2 separate regions of the Pogona vitticeps genome follow, and region 2 is linked to region 1. Evidence: chromatin contacts called from public Hi-C data. All regions are on one chromosome and are shown on one strand. The core of a region is the stretch at or near the end of the contact, and the rest is flanking DNA. Distances in the headings are between cores, read along the strand shown.

What was found. Hi-C and Micro-C count contacts between places; a contact is called where the count stands out from the background.
Region 2: a contact with region 1 is called in a Hi-C map of muscle, with 3 times the contacts expected there. The contact joins the promoter of LOC110077810 here to the promoter of LOC110077807 in region 1. A contact is called at or near these places in 2 of 2 Hi-C or Micro-C datasets (blood and muscle).

The regions. Positions count from the first base shown.
Region 1 is chr2:148,023,841-148,030,131 of PviZW2.1, reverse strand. LOC110077807 (cholesterol transporter ABCA5) reads right to left here and starts at 3,103. Exons shown (of 39, transcript XM_078384341.1): 1 at 2,965-3,103.
Region 2 is chr2:148,222,504-148,229,634 of PviZW2.1, reverse strand. It overlaps LOC110077810, which reads right to left and starts at 3,280. Exons shown (of 6, transcript XM_072990785.2): 1 at 3,200-3,280. It overlaps LOC140704596 (a long non-coding RNA gene), which reads right to left and starts at 5,993. Exons shown (of 2, transcript XR_012083894.2): 1 at 5,903-5,993; 2 at 3,643-3,999.

The DNA.
Region 1 (6,291 bases), core at 1,854-4,353:
AAAGGGTTATCTGACCTCACACTGGAATTGATAAAAGGGATAAATGTCAGTTATGACAGACCACCACAGATTCAAACTACTAAGGAGTGTTATAAATCTGATAATGCTCAGAGGACTTTGTTTGAGTGTCATACAATTGACCTTACAGAGGAACAAAGGGTACTGGGAAGGAGAAAATGTTTAAGGAGAAAATCTGCAAAACACTACTGCACTTTAAAGAGCAACAGATTTATTTTAGTGCAGACTTTTATGGATCAAAATCCACTTTTTCAGACACAAGGAATGCAAATATAGGTACAAACAGACATAGTATTTGTACATCTTGTTTCTGAAGAATTGGATTTTGATCCATAGACACACTGTAATCTGTAAAGTGCCACAATTTTGTGCCTTTTCCCCTCTTCCTTTCCCCCATTTGGCTCCTTTAATTTTGTCAGCATGCTATGAGAGACTAACATGCTTACTTCTTTGAACCTGAGCCATGATCAGCTCAGCTCAGACAACCCTATGGTTCTCATGGCAACCATGAAGTCTTGACTCACTTGTTTTAAAATGATGATGATGATGATGTGCCATCAAGTAAATTCTCATTTGAGTTTTCTAGGTAGAGACTACTCAGAAGTGGTTTACCATTCCCTTCTACTGGGAACGTCCTGGAACTGTGCAGCTTTCCCAAAGCTACACAGGCGGCTAGCTCTCATCGCAGGAGGCACAGTAGGGAATTGAACTCCCAAACTCCCAACTTCTACCTAAACCACTGAACTATCAAGCCAGGTTCATTATAACATGAGCTCTGTCTCCAACAATGAACTTGCAACTGACACCATCAGACACTGGTAAATCTTGGTGTCCCTTTATAAAACCTTGATATGAGGAACATACTTCTGATATTCTAAAGAACTTTCCAAGACAACAGAACTCCTGTCTGCCTCCAGCCAGGAATTTTCCTTTCATGCTGTGCACGAAACTCAGGCCAACATGTCTGAAACAGAATAAGACACTGTGCTTCATCTAGCTCCCTAATGTATTAAATCTTAGCAACCAGTTGCTTTTATAGGAGAGTGCCCTTGCACTGAACAATACCCACAGCAGTGGTGATTGATTAGTACTGACTCAGCCTCTAACAGCAACAATGCCCAGGACAGGACACAGACACTAATTGTGCAACCTTCCCCTTATCTGGGTTTGATTAATAGCTTTCTCTCCACTACCAATCTCCCTTCCTTGGCCAGTACTAGAAGTAATCACTCAATTCCTTGCCCATAGCCAAAAAGGCACTAACCAGATAGGCGGGGTATAAATCAAATCAAATCAAATCAAATCAAATCAAATCAAATCAAATCAATCAATCAATCAATCAATCAATCAATCAATCAATCAATCAATCAATCAATCAATCAATCAATCAATCAATCAATCAATCAATCAATCAATAACCATTTTGAACCCTGATCTTGTTCTTCCCCTGCACCTCAGAGCCTGGTGGAAGGTTTTCTAGAGGACATTTCCACTGCCTTTCTGAACAATTTAAAGCACATGCAACAAGGGGCTCAAGTTACAGGAAGCCAGCTTTCAACTGAGTATCAGGAAAACGCTTCCTAACAGTTAGAGCAGTAAGACAACGGAACCAATTACCTCGAAAGGTGGTGCGCGCTCCAACACTGGAGGCATTCGAGAGAAACTTAAACCACCACCTGGTAGATATCCTTTGGTTTGTACTCCTGCATTGAGCAGGGGGTTGGACTTGATGGCCTTACAGGCCCCTTCCAACATCACGATGCTATGATTCTATGAAACTTCTACAACAAGGAACCTAATCTGTGTGGACTGAGAACTGTTTACTGGGGGAGGGAAAGAGGCAAGATCTATCTGTCTTGCTCTGAGACTCCTCCCAGCCGGGAAATCTTCTAAATGCTCCCCAGACCAACCACACCCTAATTAACTGCAGCCTCTAGGGAGGAACATGTGCTGATTGGCAGAAGCAAACAAGCCTTGGAAGCTGGTGCCTACCAAAAGGAGGCCAGAGAGGCAGGTGCTGAAGCAGGCAAGGCAAAGCATCCCCATTTTTGTTTACACCCGCTTGGTCTAGTCAACCTAGTTTTGTGTCCTTTTGAAGTACAGCCCTAGTGGATATGAAAGAAAAGAGTCCATGCTGGAGAGCGCAGTGGTTTGGGTATCTGGAAGTTCGATTCCCCCTCTGTGCCTCCTTGCCAGGAGGTGAGGATCCATAGGGTCCCTTCCAGCTCTGCAGTTCTGTTGTTATGATGCTACTATTATTATGTGGCTTCTGCTAGATTAGTGAAAGGGACAGGGAGAGAAGGAGCGAGGGCACTTCCTATCTGTTCTCTCCCCGCTTTTCCCTCTCTGCCCTTGTCTTCCTTCAACGCGATCCCTATCCTGCACCAGCCAGGCCCTTTTCCAGCAACCCACAGAGATGTCAGCGAGCAGCTGGGCGCAAGCAAGCAAGCCAGGAATCCTGAAAGGCGGGTGAGATCCTTAAAGGCAGCCAAGAAGCCAGGTTCTGGAGCACTGAAGGGGACAAGACCCGGCACTTTTCCCCCCTCACGTCTCCCCCGCTCGCTTACTGGCGTTCGGCTGAGTCACTCTGGCGGCCTCGCTCGAAGTCCAGCTCAGGGAAGCATCGCCAAGGGCAGCACCGCATCCTCGGCCCTCGGCCAAAAGGCCCGGGGCGCCACCGGCTCCTGCCCGGGGATGCCCTCCAAGCCCACCGTTGCAAAACGAAGAGGCAGAAAGGGTGCGCCGGGGGGGGGGAGACGGTGGTGGAAAGGAGCTTTTCCCTCAGGATCCCACATCCGCCCTGCCACGAAGAAACCCCTAAACCCGGGAGCCCCTAATCGCCCGCCTTTGCCCCGGCTCCCCCGCTGCCTGCCTGCCTGCCTCCTTCTCCCCTTCGCACGGCTTTTCTCCCTCTCTCCCTCCCTCCTTCCCGCCCCGCCACCTTGCCTCGCCGCCGAGTTTCTCGCAGCGCCTCTTTCCTTCTGTGCCCGTCACGGCCGCCCACGATCACGTCCCGGTCCCCGGTCCTGCTCCAGCAAAAACCAGGCTCCCGAGCCAGAGGGCTCCAAGCCGCCGCCCTCCGCTCTCCGCCCGGGCCCAGCCCAGAAAGACCGCGCGGGAGGGACCCGGCCGGGGGCGGCGGCTTCTTCTGCCTCCGCGCTTCTTCTCCCGCGGCCGAGCCCCCCCCCCCCGTGCTGTCCTCTCAGCGAGGGTCCCGGAACCGGCCGGCCGTGGGTGTCGAGGGCCACCGCGGGGGAAAAAAAAAAGAGGCGAGCCGCTTATATTGCCTCAGGCAACCGCAGGCGCCGCCATCCCCGGCTGCTCCGCGCCGCTTTGCTGTGTCATGTCCCTTGAGGCGCTTGCTTGGGAGCGCGGGCAGGAGCCGAGCGCTTCTCGCCTTTCGGGCGGAGGCAGGTCACCCGGGAGCTCCGGCGAAGATGATGATCCGTGTTCAAAAGTCAGGGGGAAAATGAAAAGACAAGCTGGGGCATCGGCGGCTTTGCTGGCGAACAGGAGAAGCTGCCGCGCGTCCCTCTCCTGGAAGGGGCTTGCCAGGACCCCAGAGTTGGAGGACGCGTGCCAGCTGGCGGAGGGTGTTGGCCAAAGACAAGGGAGGGATTGTAAAAAAAAAAAGACACTGTTACACCTCTTTGAAAACTAGCCATTTTTATGCTTAGTGTGAGGTAAAGCCCATTTCTTCAGGCACTGGAGGATAAATTCATGGTAGGTGTGCTTATACCTATCGGTCCCCAGGGCTGGCGAAGAGTGTGCGTTCCATGCAGGCTGTTGCCATCTTGTCACCCGCCCAGCGCTTGTTACAAGGGTCATCTGTGCGGAGGGATCTCTGATCACTGAAGGGATCAGCCCGTGCCCCTTTTACTAGTGTAGTGTGGCATTCACACAAAACCATTTTAAACGTCGCCCGAAGGTGCTGATGGTGGGAGTGGGCCTGGGGTAGGAAGCAGGGCGCAACCGCACTCTTTCCCTTTACTCAGAATAAGGCTAGTGTCACAGTCCAAGATATCCCTGTCCCAGGGCAGCCCCTCACGAGGGGCAAAGGCACGAGGATGCCACTCAGGCCATCAAGTCCAAAGGCTCTCACCAGGCAGTTGGCCCTGACCAAGCAGAGGTGAGGGCACAGGGCTGGGAGAATGGAGCCAGAACAAGGCACCAAGATGCAAGGAGATGCAATGGCAGGGACACTGGAGTAAAAGTGCAGAGACGGAGGAATACTGGAACACAGGGAATCTGGAGCTCAGAGCAGAGCCAAAAGACCTCTGTTGCTGAGGCCAGTTCTGGGAGGGAGAACCACTCCTTAAAGAGGCTTTTCCTCCAGGTTTCCGGGTGAGGCCTCATGAGTGGCCCAGCAGCTGCTCCACAGGACAGGACCTGAGTCTGCAAACACCAGGCCACTTCTGGCTCAGGTTGGCCCTGATCCTGCAGCTGCCAGGGCGTTGTGGGCCAGATCCTGACACCTAGTGGGATTTGTGAATTTGGGAAAAGGTTGCATTTCTGAATGTCAGTGACCCGGGAATTTCTCCAACCCCATAATACTGCTCTGTACAGCACGGGAGCTCTTTGCTGTGGAAAAGTTTGAAGGCAGGATTGATCAGAAAGCCAATTTTAATATGAAATAGATTGGCAAGGTTGCTTATTTTTGAACCATCGTTCTTAGAAGGTTTCTTAGAGAAATAGTAAATTAATTAATCAACAATTTGTTGCCCATTCATGACATTCTAAACCAGTGGCCCCCAACCTTGGGCCTCCAGATGTTCTTGGACTACAGCTCCCAGAAGCCTTCACCACCACTTCTGCTGGCCAGGATCTCTGGGAGTTGAAGTCCAGGAACATCTGGAGGCCCAAGGTTGAGGACCACTGCTCTAAACTAACCATCTCTGGGAGCTACCTCAATGGGGAATCAGATCTCAGCTGCGGCCAAGCCTGCCTTTTACCAGCTGAAGCAGAACGCACACCTCCACCCTTATCTCAACAGGAAATCCCTCACACAGTGTGTGCCCACTGCTTTATTTACCGTCTATGGTGTTTCCTTCACATCTTTTATGTGTTTATTGCTATGGATGTCTTTTAAATATAGTTGACTGATTCTCTGACCACCAAATGGGTATGTGTGTGTGTTAGTTTTTGTCTTAGTTTGTATGATTTCAAGATAAGGGATTCTTGGCCAGGTCACTTCAGGGTAATGTTTGAGGAAGTGGGTTGTAATCCATGCAAGTTCACATTGAAATACGATAAACCTTAGTCTTTAAAGTGTCACAATACTTTTGTGTTCATTATGCTTCCACTTCAAAGGTTTTCCAGTTGTATCTTACCCAGTGATGCATAATCTCTGTTTGCTTCAGTCAGAGTTAAATCTTCCAGGATCCCTAGCCCATAGGCTGGGATTCCACTGTAGGCAAATAAACTATTAGCAGTATTGGAGTGGCTTCCCGCTCAACGGCAAATTCATGAAAACCATAAGCAAAAATGTTGGTTCTAATTCAGCAGAAGGGCCCAGTTTCCATCTTCTCCCCCTCTCCTGCTTGCAGCATGCACAGCAGTTCAAAAAAAAATCATCCACTGCTGATAGCATTATGATTCAAATAAATTATTCAAACTGTAAATTGTAACAGCAAGATTTCCCCCGCCTCTCCCCCCACCCCCCCACCCCTATGATTCAGTACTAGCAGCAAAGTTCCAACAAAGCACTTCAATGCTAATGACAGCAACAGAACTCCGGGAAGGTGCTGCACTGCTCAAAGGTTTAGCATTTTAATACATTATTCAGATGTTTACACTTAAGCTTTAGAACTTAGTATGAACGTTAGAACTGGCTTTTAAATACTTCCTAGTACAGATCAAGTTCTCAGAACTATTAGCCAGAAGCCCATTGGCAATTTATTCTGTGTAAAGGAAAGTCTGTAATTTGTGGTGGCAGATTGCCACTCATTCATGAGGTGCTGGTTGTGTTCCTGGGCACAAATGGAATTGAACCTTTCACCCTCGAACTCCACCTGTACCTTGGCAAGCAGTGGCAACTTCCTGCTGCAGTCTGCAACTTAACATGATTTTCCTGATACAATGAAAATTCCCAATAGGATTGTGGCCACCATTTGGAAAACTATTCCTATTAAAATAATTCATGAATTGAGTCAAATATCAGAGTATAGCCATGTCTATGGGGTATTTGCCCCCTACTTGATGGATTAATCCTCCTGTTCAAAGACCAGGTGCGCACTTTGGGCATGATTTTAAGTCCAGCACTGATCATGGAAA
Region 2 (7,131 bases), core at 2,031-4,530, 200 kb before region 1:
TCATACAAAGGGTGTGGATACCGAACAGTAAAAGGCAGGTGGATGACCCAGAGGAGAAGGGAGATGCTTTTGTTGGTCAGGGATATTGTATTTAAGGAGAAACAGATCAGCTGTGCTAGGGGAATAGCAGCTGTTTTGCTGAGCCCAGAGGCTGATAGAAGTAAAAGAACGGACACGCTTGTATCAAAGGTAATTTTGAAAACGGATTCATTTTAAAGAACAGAAATGTTTAACTGTTGCAAATGGCAGAGGCTCGGAGAGGAGAGAAAGAGGGAGAAGTGATGACGAGGGTGGCCGGGCCTTGGAGACTGGAAACTGGAACTGCTTAGTGGAGATGCTGTGGAGACCTCAACACTAAGTCACACTTTCCTTAGCCAATGGGAAATTCTCTCACTGGGCTTTCCAGAGTCTCCTCAGTGTTTCCTGACTCTCTGGCCAAGCCTTCCTTTCTAGATCACCCAAAACAGGACCCAGAAGGGCCTGCCTGTCATCAGGAGCCAAGCACGGTGCAACAACGCAAAACCAAACCACACCGTGAACTCAGCAACCCAAGGAGAAAGAGAAGATGTGAAAAAGATGCCTGGGTTTGCCACCCAGATACACTGGCAGGAAGGTTTATTTTTTTCCCCAATTATTTTTTAAAATAAAAGGATGTTTCTCACATTGCATTTCCTGCCTGCCTTTTGCCACAAAAGCTCATTTACCCCAATGGAGTACAGACGGAGTGCCCTTAGAGCCCCATGATGTTCATTTAGTCCACATTTCAAGAGCATGAGGTTGTGTCCTTCAAGTCAATTTGGGAAGCAGCCGAAGTGAGCCCAGAGCATCACAAAACAAACTTGCAGAACAGCTTCCATTGCATTTTCTCTGTCTTTGTCTCTTTCTCCTTCCATCCCTCTCTTTCTCTCTCTCTGTTTCTCTCTCACACACACCCACACCCCTTGGTATTTGGGGTTGTGCAGAATTACATCATCATCTAGGTAACCCGGACAAAACACAATACAGTAGTTCTAGCTCATCCCTTTATTGTCCAAGCACTCCATACTTAGCAAGAAATATTGTTTTCTTCCAAAGATCAAAGAAATGACCAATGGTATACAGTTCATATGTAACACAGGCAAATGAACAGTTTCCTGTACCACTCATGAGCTAAAAGTCCTCATAGGTTGAAGAGGAGCATGTTGGGAAAGCAAGAGACCATGCTCTGTTTCTTCCCTGTAGAGCAAAAGCTCTGTGGTCCCTCAGGTATCTACAACTCCCATCAATCCCAGCCAGCATAGCCAACAGAGAGATGGAAGTTGCAACCTGGAGGACCACAGTTGTCCATGTGGGCTCAGTACACAGTCCTTTCTGGAGAAGAACATCTCACCTTCTTGTTCCTGGATCTACCTATGACAAGAATGAGCTCAGATGAGGAAGGGGATGTTGGGATTCCTTCTTTCATCCCTTAAGTTCTTGTCTATCACAGGAGAGATCTGTTCCCCAGTGCGGGTCCTATGCAGTGTTCATGACCACCTGTATCTATGAAAGAATCCTGATGGATCAGCCGAAAGGCCTGTCTTGTGCAGCATCTTGAGTCCTACAGCAGCCAAGTAGATATAATAATCTTTGAACTGCAGACCTGGAAGGGACCTCATGGCCCATTGGGTCCAGCCCCTGTCAGAAAGGCACAGTGGGGAATCGAACTCTGAACCTCTGGCTCTGCAGCCAGAGACCTAATGCCTGTGAGAAGTTTGTAAGCATGAGGTGTTTTCTTCCAAGGTATCATTTGCTGTTTGACAAAAGAAACAGCAGAAAAAAAAATTATGATTGTTTCAGAACAAATCATTTGTAGGCTGAAATGTGCCTCAGCTATTGCAATGCATGAACAGTTGGGCCATGCACCACACTTTCAAATACTGTGGCTTCTTGCCACCACATTGCCAACAAGAGAAGATATGCATAAAATGTGTATTCACTAAATGTATCGAATAAATAAATAAATAGTATGAGGGAATTCAAGGGCAATTTTTTTCAGGCACGACCCTACTATTACCTCGTTTATGCACGCTAGAACCCTTCCCTGTTGCAAGGAGACATTCACCACGCTCCTCACCCCACTCAGCCAGTCCATCCTTGTCTACTTTTATGAACAGGAAGGCCACAGGTCTGACATACATTTGATGGCTCTCACTTCTTCAAAGATCTTGTTCCTATCATCAGGCTGCAGAGGGAGAAACTTATCTATTGTCAGTGGATAAGCAGGAGCCACTTAGAGCTTGTACAATTACAGCATCCAACTCAGAGTGGATCCAAACAGTATTGTCTGCAAGGTGTCGTCCAATTTATTTGCAATAGGCTGTTGAGTGATCTGTGTTCCGTTCTTGCGAGCCAGAATGTAATAGACCCTTGACAGCGCAATACAGCTTCATTGGACGACTCCGTGCAGCCCTTTCACGACCCCTAAAATTTGTTTCCACCTCACCCTGTCTAAATGGTAGGATCATACCCATTCTGAAGTGCTGTGAAGAGCTTTTCAGAGATACCTGAGTGGAGTGATAAAGGCTAACCTATTGTCATCTCACCAAAGCAATAAGAACAAAAGGAGACGTGTAAGTGGACCTTCTCCTAGCCATGATTAAAGAGGCACATACCATGTTTCATAGGTTGCTAAGATTCTGCTAGAAGGTGTTAAGAAGAAAGCTTAATGTAAAGGTGAATGATGGTAACTATATTGTATTGTTCATTCCCTGCATGCCATTTGTCAAGTGAATTCTGATTTACGGCGACTGTTTTCAAAGTTTTTAAGGTAGAGGGTACTCAGAAGTGGCTTATCATTCTCTTCTTCTGAGGGTATCCTGGGGCTATGCAGCTTGCCCAAGGTTACTCAGGCTGGCTCTGCTTGCAGTATGGACAGTGGGGGAATCAAACTCCCTACGTGTGGCTCCTCAGCCAGATACCCAAGCCACTGAGCATCATTTAGTAGGCTTATTTTTGCCCTGTGGAAGCCACTTGTACTCTTGGGTCCAATCTCTGTTTTCCAAGTCTCAGAGATGTCACTCTGATCTCTTAAAACCAATATAGTTCTCCGTCAGCCTGGAAAGTTGGAGTCTGGGTCCTACTCCCAATTTCCCAGTGGTTGAGTGGCATTAGCCAAGTCCCTTCTGCCTATCTGTAGGGTGAGAATTATAGTGACTTAATGTAGAAATAATTTACTTACAGATAGCTGCCATTTACGATGCACCTGTTGTTCATGAGCTAAACAGACTTCCGCTCCCACATAAGAATTATTGAAATCAGTTATGACCTACAAGACATCAAGAGTTTTTAAAAAGAAAGCAATCTGTATCCAACACTGTACCGCCCTCTTCTGTACAAACTAGGCAAATTATATTTCTCACATGCAGAAACTTACAAGTTCAACCTTTTTGTAAAAAAAATGAAATACAGATTTTTGCTGCATTAAAAAAATATTGTAAACGTGCTTTTGGCATTTTTTAAATTTATAAAACCTGCATACCACCACCAGAATCTCATAGCAGCAAAATAATTTGAAAGAGAAGGCTAATGTCTAATGTACTTTTATCAAATGAATGTTAACAACAAAAATCAATTAGTGGGATGATGTTGACTAAACTGAGATTTGGAAGATATACAAGAAACCTCTCACATAACCTGCAGATTTTAGATTTGTTAGAAAACATCCGGTCATCTAAAGAGCCTGAAATCTGAACTTAAATCGTAGCAATTACACAATGGGGAAAATGCAAATTGATCTGATGTGAAGTGGCACCTGGGAAGACAGGTCTCCGCAGGTTAATTCACTTTAGCCAACCACACAGTAGCCAGGAGGGGAAGGGGTTATTGGCACTCAGCCTTGTTTGCTGCTTGTTAACCATTTGAATCTCCTCTTCCCTATACTTGGTGCTGGAGCTGCTTGGTTTCCTCTCCCTGTTCTGTTCCATTCCGTTCCATTCCGTTTTCTTCTTTCCTTCCTTTTAAAGGCTTGCTGTCCTAGTACTATGGAAATGAGGTGACCAAATAGATAGAGGGAAAATAGAGGAATAAACAGAGAGACAGGAGGAAATGTTAAGTTCAGCCTTATTTCCAGCTTGTTAAGGCATCTCTGCTGAGGTCACACAAACATCAGAAGGCATGCTAAGCACAAGCTTAATTTGCCCAGGTTCATACCTCAGAAAAACATCCTATTATGGTAGGAAAGGGGGCTAATTCCAATATACACATTTCTCTTAACGCCTAGTTTCACCCCAGATGAAATTTGCCAGCCACTGAGGCAGTTCCTTGTGACAGAGGAAGAGAAAGACAGAGCAAGAAAGAGTATGGCGACAGTGCTTGTGGTCTACAAGGCAATGCAGGAGCATTCAGATGAGTGCTTCCCTACCCTGTCAGCACCTGCCTACATCTTGTCTTTGGACAGCAGTGTGCACTTGCTCACAGTAACAACAACAAAAGACGATGGACCAAGAGATGGGACTCAGAGGCATGCAGGATGCTTGTCAGCCTAGCTAGCGGTTCTGCCAGCAGATTGTCATTATCTTGACATATATAAAATGGGGAAGGAGATGAGGGCTTGCAGGGTGCTTGTATACCCAGTGGTTATTCCAGCATATTATCTTTACATCTATTGTACATAAATACATAAAAATAAAAGAAAGTTGAAGTAACCATGACACATGTACCGTGAAATGTGGGAGCCTGACCCTTTTAAATTAAAATGATGACCTGGCACAATGTAACTTCTAAAATTAAATACTTTTGTCATTCCTTTTCTGTGAGCTGATATTGTCTTGCAGCTGTGCATTTTTTTGCTCAGCAATCATTATTTTCAGGGGAGGTCAGAGTTTTCTTCTGGGGACATGGCCACCTGCATGGTGAAAAAAATGGGTGTGGTATATTTCAGAGCACGCACATATCTATATAGAGATACACAAAAGCTAACTTTTAGACATCTGTAGGACTGGTCCTGTGACAGTAGCTTTGCTCAGATGAAAGGAATGAAAAAAAATTATATAAATTTATATCAACAATTTGATGATGCATGTACGGATGGATATTACTGAAAGAATTTCTTTTGAAACTCTTGTTCAGAAGGGTTAAAACTGGACACATGAATAACAGACTTCAAAAGTTATAGCCGCCTAGAGTGGTCGAAATGACTAGATAGGCGGGGTATAAATACAATAAATAAATAAATAAAAATAAATAAATAAAAGTTGATTGTGCACTTCTGATAGGATATTTATGAAAGTTCTTTAAAGTATTTGCCAAACTATGGCATATTCTTCTTTTGATTGTAATTGTTTTTCCTTATCATGGTCCAATGGAAATAGGGTTGGATTATACAATCACAGTTCAGACTTACAAGATTCGGTTTTGTTGGATTAATTCCTTGTTTTCTTCCAACATTTTTAAAAAAGCATACTGAGTCTGAGAGCACAGCTGTTCAATGTCCCACAGAATACTGAGAAACAGTCTGTATTGGTCAATGGCAAAGCTGGAGAATCTAATTTGGTTTAATTAGTGTGAGATCTGAGTTTGGTATTTGCCAAACTAGATCTCAAGGAAGAGGGACTATTAATCAGGTCCTACATTAATGTTACAAGGTACACTGGATAGAAGGTGAGACAGAAGAGTGGGCTGATGCTGCAGAGTAGAGTCAGACACCACCTTTTACACTGACTGTGCTTCCCCAGAAGGGAGTCCTTCTTCAGGCTTCATCTTCCCATACTCATGACTGGAGGGACTAGCAACAGAATCTGTAAAGGAGCCTGGGAAAATTGGGCAAAGCTGAGGATGGACTGGGGATTATGCCTGAAAGACGGGAAAAGGGCCCTGCTGTGAGGGGCCCTCCAAGACTTTACATAAACCTAAGATGTCCCTTTGAACATTGGTCCTCACTCACCTTGTCCTCCAGTCCAGGAATAGAACTTCATCTTGGGAACACACCTTCTCTCTTCCTGAAGGCCCAGTGGCCGTTTTCCATCTGGCTTTTTAAAAGCTTCGACCTTGGATATTTTTGTATGCATTCCACTGGACATTCTCTACAGATAGCAGGCAAGGCAAAGAGGGAAGCAATGTAGGAAGGAAGGCAAAGCTCAGTTATGAAGCCTCTGTTTACATGCTGAGTTAGAACAAATGTTCTTTCTTACTCATCACCCCATTATGTCAAGTCTCGTCATCCCATTATCATAGTAATGGGAAATGTCTGGGATGTTTGGAATGGAACATTTAGTAAGCGTTGTAGAACAGAATATAATATTCTATTGATCATTAATATGGGGACTCCTGAACTGTTGTTTCTTTCTTTATATCAGAGGATTGCACAATTTAAATTTATAGATGTATATGAAAGAGAGGTAAAATTACATAAAATCAAATCAAAATGTTAAGGTAATAAGACTTTTTCTAACCAGAAGCAAGTTACTTCTATAGCATCATCTTGGCCATTTGCTAGATCTTTTTTTGCACAAGATGGGGCATAAATTGCATGCCCATAAATGTGGCATTGATTGAATTTCTACAGTACAGAACATTTGTCCTGTTTCCCAGTAGTCCCATTTTACTTGATTATTTTTTGATCTTGCTACTTTGCTTCAAAGTCTACTAAATGACAGCCAGACTCTTCCGCATTAATCTATTTGGCAAGGCGTGTTGCTTTCGTTTTCCATAGGTTTAGCCTAGCATTTTCCGGTTTAATATTTAGAGCTCAAGAGTGTGTGGAAAACTTTTCCATGATTTCAGCCATTATGTCACAGTCCAAGATATCCCAGGCAGCCCCTCACCAGGGACAAGGGCACCAGGACCCAGCCCACCATGCAGAGTATCAAGCCCAAAGGCACTTACTGCACATTTGGTCGTGACCAAGTGGAGGTGGGAGCACAAGGCTGAGAGCATGGAGCAGGAACAAAGCACCAAGATGCAGGAGGCAAGCACAGGGCCCAGGCAGGGAGAGGAACAAAAGCAGGAACACTGAAGTTCAAACACAGAGATGCAGGAGGCAAGATCAGGAGCACAAGGACTCAGGACCAGCAATGCAGTAAACACAGCCAAAAAAAAATCTTTGTTGCTGAGGCAAATTCTGGGAGGGAGAACCGCTCCTTAAAAAGGCTTTTCCTCCAGGTTTCCAGGTGA